2 separate regions of the Zea mays genome follow, and region 1 is linked to region 2. A link is a contact called in public Hi-C data. All regions are on one chromosome and are shown on one strand. Each heading gives the region's core, a stretch centred on a gene start, on an enhancer-like site or on the middle of the called end of the contact. The rest is flanking DNA. Distances are from core to core; before and after follow the strand shown. Region 1 holds the start of LOC100279494 (OTU-like cysteine protease family protein). Region 2 holds the start of LOC100194403 (putative protein kinase superfamily protein).

Evidence for each region. A called contact is a pair of places that touch in the nucleus more often than the background predicts.
Region 1: a Hi-C map of ear shows a contact between it and region 2, with 4 times the contacts expected there. The contact joins the promoter of LOC100279494 here to the promoter of LOC100194403 in region 2. A contact is called at or near these places in 6 of 25 Hi-C or Micro-C datasets (bundle sheath, ear, leaf and 2 more).

The regions. Positions count from the first base shown.
Region 1 is chr4:245,131,906-245,136,641 of Zm-B73-REFERENCE-NAM-5.0, reverse strand. It overlaps LOC100279494 (OTU-like cysteine protease family protein), which reads left to right and starts at 1,320. Exons shown (of 9, transcript NM_001152495.1): 1 at 1,320-1,425; 2 at 2,028-2,102; 3 at 2,191-2,236; 4 at 2,944-3,052; 5 at 3,496-3,587; 6 at 3,666-3,728; 7 at 3,821-3,939; 8 at 4,081-4,156; 9 at 4,254-4,736. The coding sequence starts at 2,038. The coding sequence ends at 4,310.
Region 2 is chr4:244,983,197-244,987,469 of Zm-B73-REFERENCE-NAM-5.0, reverse strand. It overlaps LOC100194403 (putative protein kinase superfamily protein), which reads left to right and starts at 2,644. Exons shown (of 7, transcript NM_001139432.1): 1 at 2,644-3,103.

The DNA of each region.
Region 1 (4,736 bases), core at 71-2,570, 150 kb before region 2:
TGCTTCTTTGGAACCATGTCTGTAACTCCAGTTCTTAGCCTCCTCACTGCATTGTCGAAGGATCCTGCTTAAGGGGATTGCTTCCTGCCTGAAAACCAAGGCATTCCTACGCTTCCACAGTTGCCAACAACATAGAACCACAAAAGAAGAGAATTCAGTTTTCGGTATGTTCGTTGGCCTCACAATAAGATGCAGTTCGTGGACATCCAAATCAGCAGGTACTTGAAAGCCTATTGCCTGCCAGAACCGTTTTGCAAATGGGCAATGTAAGACTATGTGGCCCGCCGATTCACTTTCCTGATTGCATTCTTCACATACATCTTCGTCCACAATCCGCTTGCGCAGCAAGTTTTTCTTGCTCTGTATTCTCCCTTGAGTCATTAGCCATGCAAAATCATTAGACGTAACTATCTTTTTGTTTCTCATAATATAAGACATGCTCTCTTTAGACACATTAAATCATTAGAGTAGTACTAGAATTAAATGTATTTTTTGTTTTTTCACTAGAACTGGTTTCACCTTATATAATAAGACAAAGAGAATATTGTATTACATTAGAATTTTAAATGACATAACATAACATTTAAAAGAAATAAGTTTTATTGAGATAAAATTAGTTTCATATAGATGAAAACATGACAACTCGTTTTAATGATCTTTCAAGGTCTTCGAAAACACGTCTATTAACATATTTTAGCTTGCGTTGTTTACTGGTCGCTTCGTTCCACGCGTCCAGCTGCCCTTTGCTCTTTACAAATGTAGCAAGTTACGTATTTTCGTGGTATTGGGCAGCGCAGCCGCAGTTACTGGCAGGATGGACCCAGGCTCGTCAAACGGTAAAATATAATTAAATATAGATAAAAACTAAACAAAGTTATATATTTATAGTATGAGTATTATTTTTGTTCATATTCTTCAAGATTTTTCTGGGTCTGTCACTAGTTGCTGGGGCCAATATTTGATATCTATGGGGAAAATACAAAGATGCTGAGACACAAATGTTCATGTTTTATAATTTTTAAAAATATGTTTAATACTTTTGCTAGTTTAATTGTATGGAAAAGATGGAGTGCACACCGGTTTTCCCCTTGCCGTGTCCTGAATCCGCTCCGCTCGCCGTAGCATTTCGGCCCTCTGCCTGCCAGGCTGCCACACCGCCCCAAGCAGATCCGGGGGCCCTGCCCGGTCCAGCGGTCCTGCCACTTTCGTCTGCCTCTTGCTCCTTCGCAGCTCCGCCCCGCTCCTCGCCGCTGTGGCCTGGTCCCTTTATATAACGCCTCCCCCTTCCTGTCCGCGCCCCTCCTCCGCTGCCCTCCTCGCCTCCCTCGATTCAGGGTTCAGCGAATTCGGACAGAACCCGGCGTGTCCGTGTCGACCGACCCGTCCCCCTGCAAGTCTGCGACGAGTCTCCTGCCGCTCTTCCCGGTACGTGCTCGCGTCCGCGCTCTGCTTTTGCTGCTGCTTCCGAGGTCTGCGTGCGTGATTCCCGCTGCCTGCTTCGCGCCCGGTGGCCGTGTCGTCGCCTGCGGGCTGCGGCTTGCGAGCGCGGGAATCTGGTGCCTCCGGGTCGGCATGGCCCCCCGCGTTAGGCCGCCTTGCTCGATTGCGGCGTGGGATTTCGCCCCGCCCGCCTAGCGGTAGCGGCGGGGTGGGTGGAGGCCTGGAGCCGTGGGGGTGGTTGGCTGCCGCCTTCTCTGGCCCATTTCTCAGAGAACCCCGCCCGCACCCGGTAGCTTCCTGCTTCCCGTAGCATTTTCCCTCCCATTTCACGACAACTTGCTGCGTGCGCCGCTCTGGGTGGGACCTCTGTGCCTTCCTAGTTCCTTCCTTCTATATGCCGTGCCGTGCGTCCGTGGGATTGGAACATAAGGGCGAGGCAGGCAGGGCAGTCTTTCTGCCGCTATTGCTCTTTATTATGGCGAGTGGATTTTATGGTAGCCCGCGGCGTTGCGATTGCTTCTTTCAGCGTAAGAATAAGATAGATTCCGTTCTCAATTGGCGCTTCTTTGGGATGGCTCTGTCTGTAGGCCGGGCGAAATGGACGGTGTCGTTGTCAGGAGGGTCATCCCTTCGGATAACAGTTGCCTCTTCAACGCTGTGGGGTAAGTGCTCCTACCGCACCCGTTCATGGTCTACCAAATGGAGCGATCGCTTACCACTACAGTTTGCAACACCTGTGCTTTGGTGCAGCTACGTGATGGAGCACAACCGAAATAAGGCTTCTGAGCTCAGACAGGTAACTGCTTCCACCAACTCTTGGAAAACCTGCCTGCGGTGGCCCTCGTTGAGTCCTGCCTCTTCCAAATGTTTCTTCACAATTTGTTTGATCCCTTAAAGTAATTTTAGTTCAAAATTGAATAGAAATAGATCCTGATCCTTAAATTTTATAGTGTAAAGTTTAGAGCCCATTACCACCCCTACATATAGATAGATTAGTAGAGCTACTGGATGCTAACTGAAATCCATCGGTAAGATGTTTTGAGGTTTGCTTTAATACCATCTGCTGATTATATAATTTATGACAGCTGTTAGATTAGATCCAATAGCATCTTGGCCAGTTGAGTATTGCTTCATTATATGATTTGTGAAATATAGCAATTCTATCGTCTTAAAGAATACTACCTCCATTTTTTCTTTATTTGACCCTTAATAGTTCAGATTTGCACTATCAAACGTCAAATAAAAAAATCGGAGGGAGTATTTACGAAAGATGTGATGTCTGTTGTTTCATCCACTGCCACTGTGCTGTTCACACTTCAAACGAGAATAATTGCAATAAACACATTATTTGAGCTATAATAAATTTACTGCTCATTTGTATTCCACTGAGTTCCTCTTACTTTTAGCTAGATATTGCTGTGCTTAGACCTGGTATTGCCATTTTGCTTCCTCTGCACCTTTTTGTTGACGCAGCTGCCCTTTTCTTCCCCCCTTTGCTCGAAGGTCATAGCAGCAACAGTCGCTGGTGATCCTGAGAAATTCAATGAAGTGTTTCTTGGCAAACCAAATGAAGCGTATTGTGCTTGGATTTTGGATCCTGAAAAGTGGGGAGGTGAGTTTCAGCACTATAGACCTGTACATCAGCTTTAGAGCTGAAAATCAGCTTGAAGTGTTTCCATGGTATTCTATATGTGAACTGGATTTCAAATGTTTGCATTATTAACAAGACTTTCTTTCCCAAAAACAGATATTAAGAGAAAACAGTTTCACCTTATACCATGAAAATTGTTGGGATTAAAGTCCTGCATTGTTCCTGAGTAGGCATCTCTGCTGTTATTTTATGATCTTTCCATCAGAAACCTACTACTACTAGTTAGGAGAGGCTCTTTAATTGCGCACAACCACCAATAGAACTATGAGTTGTCAGTAGAAGTGTTTCTGTTTAAAAGCATTTAAGACTGTAACAATAATTGTTTTTGAACGTGGTGTTTTGTAAAATCGCCACATTGCTCTAATGCTCTTAGAACTAATTTCAACCCTTCTGTGTCTGTAAAGGAGCCATTGAGCTCTCTATTCTATCTGAATACTACGGGCGTGAAATCGCAGCATATGACATTCAGACCACCCGCTGTGATCTCTATGGTCAGGTTAGTGATCTTTCTTCCCCCTAACTACTTATGCCAAATTTGTTAATTTACTTATCAGCTTTGCACCCCTTGACACAGGAGAAGAATTACAGTGAAAGGGCCATGCTCATTTATGATGGTTTGCATTATGATGCTCTCGCTGTAAGTTCTCTCTTGATGGTATTATGCTAATTAACAAGACACAGGAGGCATGCGCTAATTAGGTCTACTTTTTTATGAACAAAAAAAATCAGATGTCTCCGGCTGAAGGTGCACCTGAAGAATTTGACCAGACAATCTTCCCCGTTAATCATGACCGTTCCATTGGTCCAGCAGAAGGCCTTGCCCTCAACTTAGTGAGGGAGGCGCAAAGGTACTCAACCATAGCCATTTGAACACCTGTCAACTTCCCCGTGATGATAATATTGCTCACTTGTCTGAAACCATGGGGAAAAAAATGTTGGAGTGGACATTTTTTTATCGACTGCTTTGTTTGACATGCAACAACATGCAGGAAGAGGAGCTACACTGACACTGCAAACTTCACTCTGCGCTGCGGGGTGTGCCAGATCGGCGTCATCGGTCAACAGGCAAGGCTCTTGTAAACCGCAAAAGGTTTCAACTCCCAACTAAAAATCCGCAAACATGGTTGTACTGAACGTTCCAATCTGTCTCTGCGCAATGCAGGAGGCTGTGGAACATGCGCAAGCCACTGGCCACGTCAACTTCCAAGAATACAAATGACAGTACAAGATCAGACTGTTGTGCTGTAAACTTGACCATCATTTGGTTCCAACTGATATTCTCCTCCCGTTGGATATGGTTGGCGCTACATTGTATCACAGTGTAATTCTTACGGGGCAAACAGAATAATGGTCACCTTCGTTCTGGACAATGTCTATCTTGCCTGCCAATGTCGGTTGAAATTGAAAGAGCCTACAATCCATTGTCGTTCTACATGCCAGAAGAGGTTTGTTGGCCCATGGGCCGGATCTATATTGGGCGGTGTGGCCCGGCTGTATCATATCTGGTTTATCTATTAGGCTTTATTCGGTTATTTCAATTCTATGTGGATTGGAGTGTATTGGAATGTATTGAGATGTATTTTGACTTGTTATGGATTTAAACCGACTCAATACCATTCAATCCACATGGTTTAACGGTGAAACG
Region 2 (4,273 bases), core at 1,395-3,894:
CACTGTCCGGTGCACACCGGACAGTCCGGTGCACCAGCCGACCGTTGGAGCATTCCACGTGTCGCGCGAAGATTGCGCGGCCGACCGTTGGCACAGGCGACCGTTGGCTGATTGGCTCACAGGACAGTCCGGTGCACCACCGGACAGTCCGATGAATTATAGCCATGTCGCCCCTTTGCTTTTTTCGAGGGCGATGAGTTCGCCGCGAATGACTCACTCACCGGACAGTCCGGTGCACCACCGAACGGTCCGGTGAATTATAGTCGTACGTCGCCGTCGAGTCCCGAGAGCGGCCTTTTCACGCGGACCAGCCTGACGCACCGGACACTGTCCGGTGCACCACCGGACAGTCCGTTGTGCCAAACCGAGCTGGAGTTGGCTGCACAGAGCCAAGTCTTTTTCTAATTCTTTCTTCCCTATTTCTAGCACTTAGACAAAATATGTTAGTACTCAAAACAATGTACTAAGTCTAGAAACATACCTTTTTCTTTGATTTGCAGTTCTCACTTTACTTGGCACATAAGAACTTAATTAAACATGTTGGGCACTTAATCACCAAAACATTATAGAAATTGCCCAAGGGCACATTTCCCTTTCACTCTTCTTATTCCAATGGTCGCCTACACATTTTACAAACATTACCAACTCGTGGACAAGCTCTCTCTCTCTTCCATTGAAGACCACCCAAGCGCACCTTAAGTTCTTAAAGATTTTCCATTGCGAGATTGTTTTTGAGGGTGGATTAGAGAGCCATTCAACAAGAGCAACTTTTTAAGAGCTTTGGTTCTCCCCCTAGCTTGTGCTTTATGTTTGTTACTCTTGGAGTTTGGGATCCTAAACGTCTAGGGGTTGCCCATGAGCTGCCAATCAGTTGTTGTTAAGCACTAAGGAGTTTGTATTACCTTTATGAAGATTAGTATAAACCTCAAACTCAAACTTGGTGATTTGCTTGAGAAGATGCGGGAGGTAGAAGAGAGTCAAAGCCTTTATTGCTCCCTCAACAGCGAGGATATATGCAAGCCTAGTCGACTCATTTAAACCTTGCGGTAAATCATGTATCTCCTCTCTTGTTGGTGAGTTTTTGCCTCTCTCTTGCTTGAGTAGCATTTCTAGAATTTCCACCTAATCTACTTATATAATACATTACAGTTTTAGGTATTAGGTGCAAAAGAAAGTTTAGATCACCAAGAAGGTGGGTATTTGACTTGATCTACTTTTCAAGTATGATTTGTTTCACTTGTTGTTATTTTAGCCACTAGCCTAGAACTTCTGCAAATTTGCATGAAACTTTTTTGATCAGGCATGAAAATTCTATGTTAATCCATGGAACCTCCATAGTCTACCGACTATTGTGTCTGTGTTTGATTTTAAGTAGGACCATTCATCTCCCTCTATGTCTTGCTTGATCCTTTCAATTTTGTATCGGAGCCTAATCATCGTGGTTGACGCTTTTATTGCATGAGGAAAAATGTCAAGTACCACATAGAATCTTCCTAGTGAGGGATAAAAGAAAGAAGAAGCGACTATGAGGTCGACAAGTGATGATAATTCTTATGCTCAACTATAATAGGAGCATTGTATCAGCAAAAAAAACGCATGTGGTGTCCTACACTCAGTGGCGGAGCATCCCGATATGGTTTAATGGCAGCTGCCATACCTCGACAATCAAAACTTTCCTATATTCCATTCTAGGAAACATATGTGGTATGGTAGTCATGCTCTAGCCTTTGAATTTACAGGTTATAGGTTCAATTCCTACAACATACAATTACACACCTACGGAGGGATAATATTACGTAGAAGATATGTAACACAAATATTGTTAGAGCTAGTTTGAGAGCAAAGGATCTAGAGGGATTGGGGGGACAAAAATCCCGCTAAAACCCCTTCCTTTTTCAAAAAGTTTGGTAGCAAAAGGAGACTAGAATCCCCCTTCCTATTTTAGGCCCTCACCCACCAATTACTTTGCTCCTAAACTAGAAAAAAAACTCAAAGAGTTAGTTTGGGAGCAACATACTTCCTATTTAATTTCCTCGAATTCTCTTGCTCTTAGCAAAAAAACTTGTAGGGCTAGTTTAGAAGTAAATGATTGTTTATTCAATTTTTTCTCCCAAACTAGCCGAAACAATTTATCGGGCTAGTTTAGAAGCGAGAGAATTAGAGTAGATCTAGCATGTTGTATATAACGTCTACCTGTTCGATGCGGTTGGATTAAGGTTGTTCAGAGTGCTGTAGTTGCAATTGATAGAGATAAAATACTATAAAAAATAGAAGCGTTTAAATCCGCGGTACGGTTACACACCTACGGAACTACGGAAGGATCAGGTAACAGAGACATCAGACATCACACGCCGTTAAGAACAAGTCTAGTCAGGTCAGCCACCCCAAACGTTGTCTCGGTCAAATTCAATTCAATTGACCTGGTTCAACCGCGACCACCAGAGCCAGCACCGGACGGGTCCACCGAACCGCGTGTACAGTTGTACAGTGTACACACGGCCACCACGCGACGCCTTACCTCTCCACGTGGTCAACGGTTTGAGTTGACCCTCCTCCCCTCTGCTCCGTCCACCTTTCAAAGCCGAGGCGCCCCGGCCGCCTCTTCCACCTCCACGGCTCCACCTCCACCCCAGTCCACAGCACCCCTCCCCTCCGGCCTCCCTTCCCGCACCGCGGACGACAAGTCAAATACCGCGCGTGCGTACCACTTGGAGCCATCCGGCACCACGCCACGAGTCCACAGTCCGCGCGCCCCCCACGGGCCGTCGTCGCCCCGGCTTCTCCTCTCCTTCCCGGCTTCCCCCAACCCCTCGCGAAAGCTCGCCGCTGCTGCGTCCGCGCCCCGTGGCGGCACGGCGCGGCACCTCGTGGGGAAACCGACGGAGGCCTTCGCCGAGCCTTTGGGGGCCGGCGCTTTTTCCTGGTGCCGTCCTTCTGTACTGCCTGCGGGTGGGTTGTTCCGATCATAACCGACAAGGCGCGGCGTGCTCTCTTCCCTCGCGTTGTAGACTCTCGCGGGATCTGTCTCGGCGGCGGCGGCGGGGGTGGGGGTGGGTTACTGGGCTCGCTTCATCCTCCCGGATCACGGCGGCGGTTTGTTCAGGTGAGTGAGCCTAGCTGATTGCCCTCTCTCCTTAAGTCCTTACTCCTTACTCCTTAGTGTATGCAGAGGACGGTTCAAGGCTGGATTTTCGTTCCTGCTCTTGGTACCTTACTATCGGGCTTTTCCTGGTTCCTGGTCCCCCTCCCTGTTCACCAAGAAATGAATTAGCCCAATTACTTTCCATGTCTGTTTGTTGTTCTCTCTGACGGACGTGCGTAGGCTGCTTCCTTCTCTTGGTTGATTTCTTGCGAGACGAAGGTTCCAGCTGAATTACTGACGCTAGTTAACGAATTTCGATTCGCCAATGGTCATGAGTAATGTGGTTGTTATTGGTTAAGTGTAGTCACACGCACTGAAATCATTGGTTGGACGATAGGTATCAGCTTGCGATGGCAGGCGCACATCAGAGCTTGCCTGAGATAAATTAGTTGGATGTATGGGACAGATAATCATTGATGCACCGTCATGGCTGTCCAATAATGGATTTGCACTGAATAAATACTGAAAACTGTATTGTTTTTTTTTTCAATAAAAAAGTGTGTGCCAGTTGTGTGGACTTTGTCTGATTTTCATTTTTGTTATGACCCTAAGTCAGCTGGCCTCACCTGCCCGCGTGAACCAAGTAATTGTGTTTCAATGATTATCTACACGCACGCGCTGAGCTCTCATATATGTATATGCTGCTTGTAAGCTTGAAGCACATCAGCATTGTTTGTCTGGTTGAAATCTAAGCAAAAAGATGGCCACTAGAGTTATGCAAGCAGATTGCGCATGTATTTTTCTTACAGCTTATTACAGAATTTACTGCAAGTTCAACTACTGCACCTTATATATACTGAAACCAACACATGCTTTTCTGGTTGCAAGCATTTTAGATATCCCCATAATACATATAGTGGGTTCTTGTAGGTTGTTGTTAGAGTGGACGCACTAACCAATTCAACCCAAAAGCTCTGCCAGGATTCGAACTCGAGACTTCTGGCTCTCATACCATGTTATAGTGGACGCACTAACCAATTCAACCCAAAAGCTTAAGCTGATGGGAAAAGGTAGTTTATCCACTTATACACTTCAACAGTTGCAACATCCACTGGACAATCTTGGCCAGAATTTTAACCATAGGTTGACTTAACTTCGAAAGCATATGTATTCAATATAGCTCTTTCTACT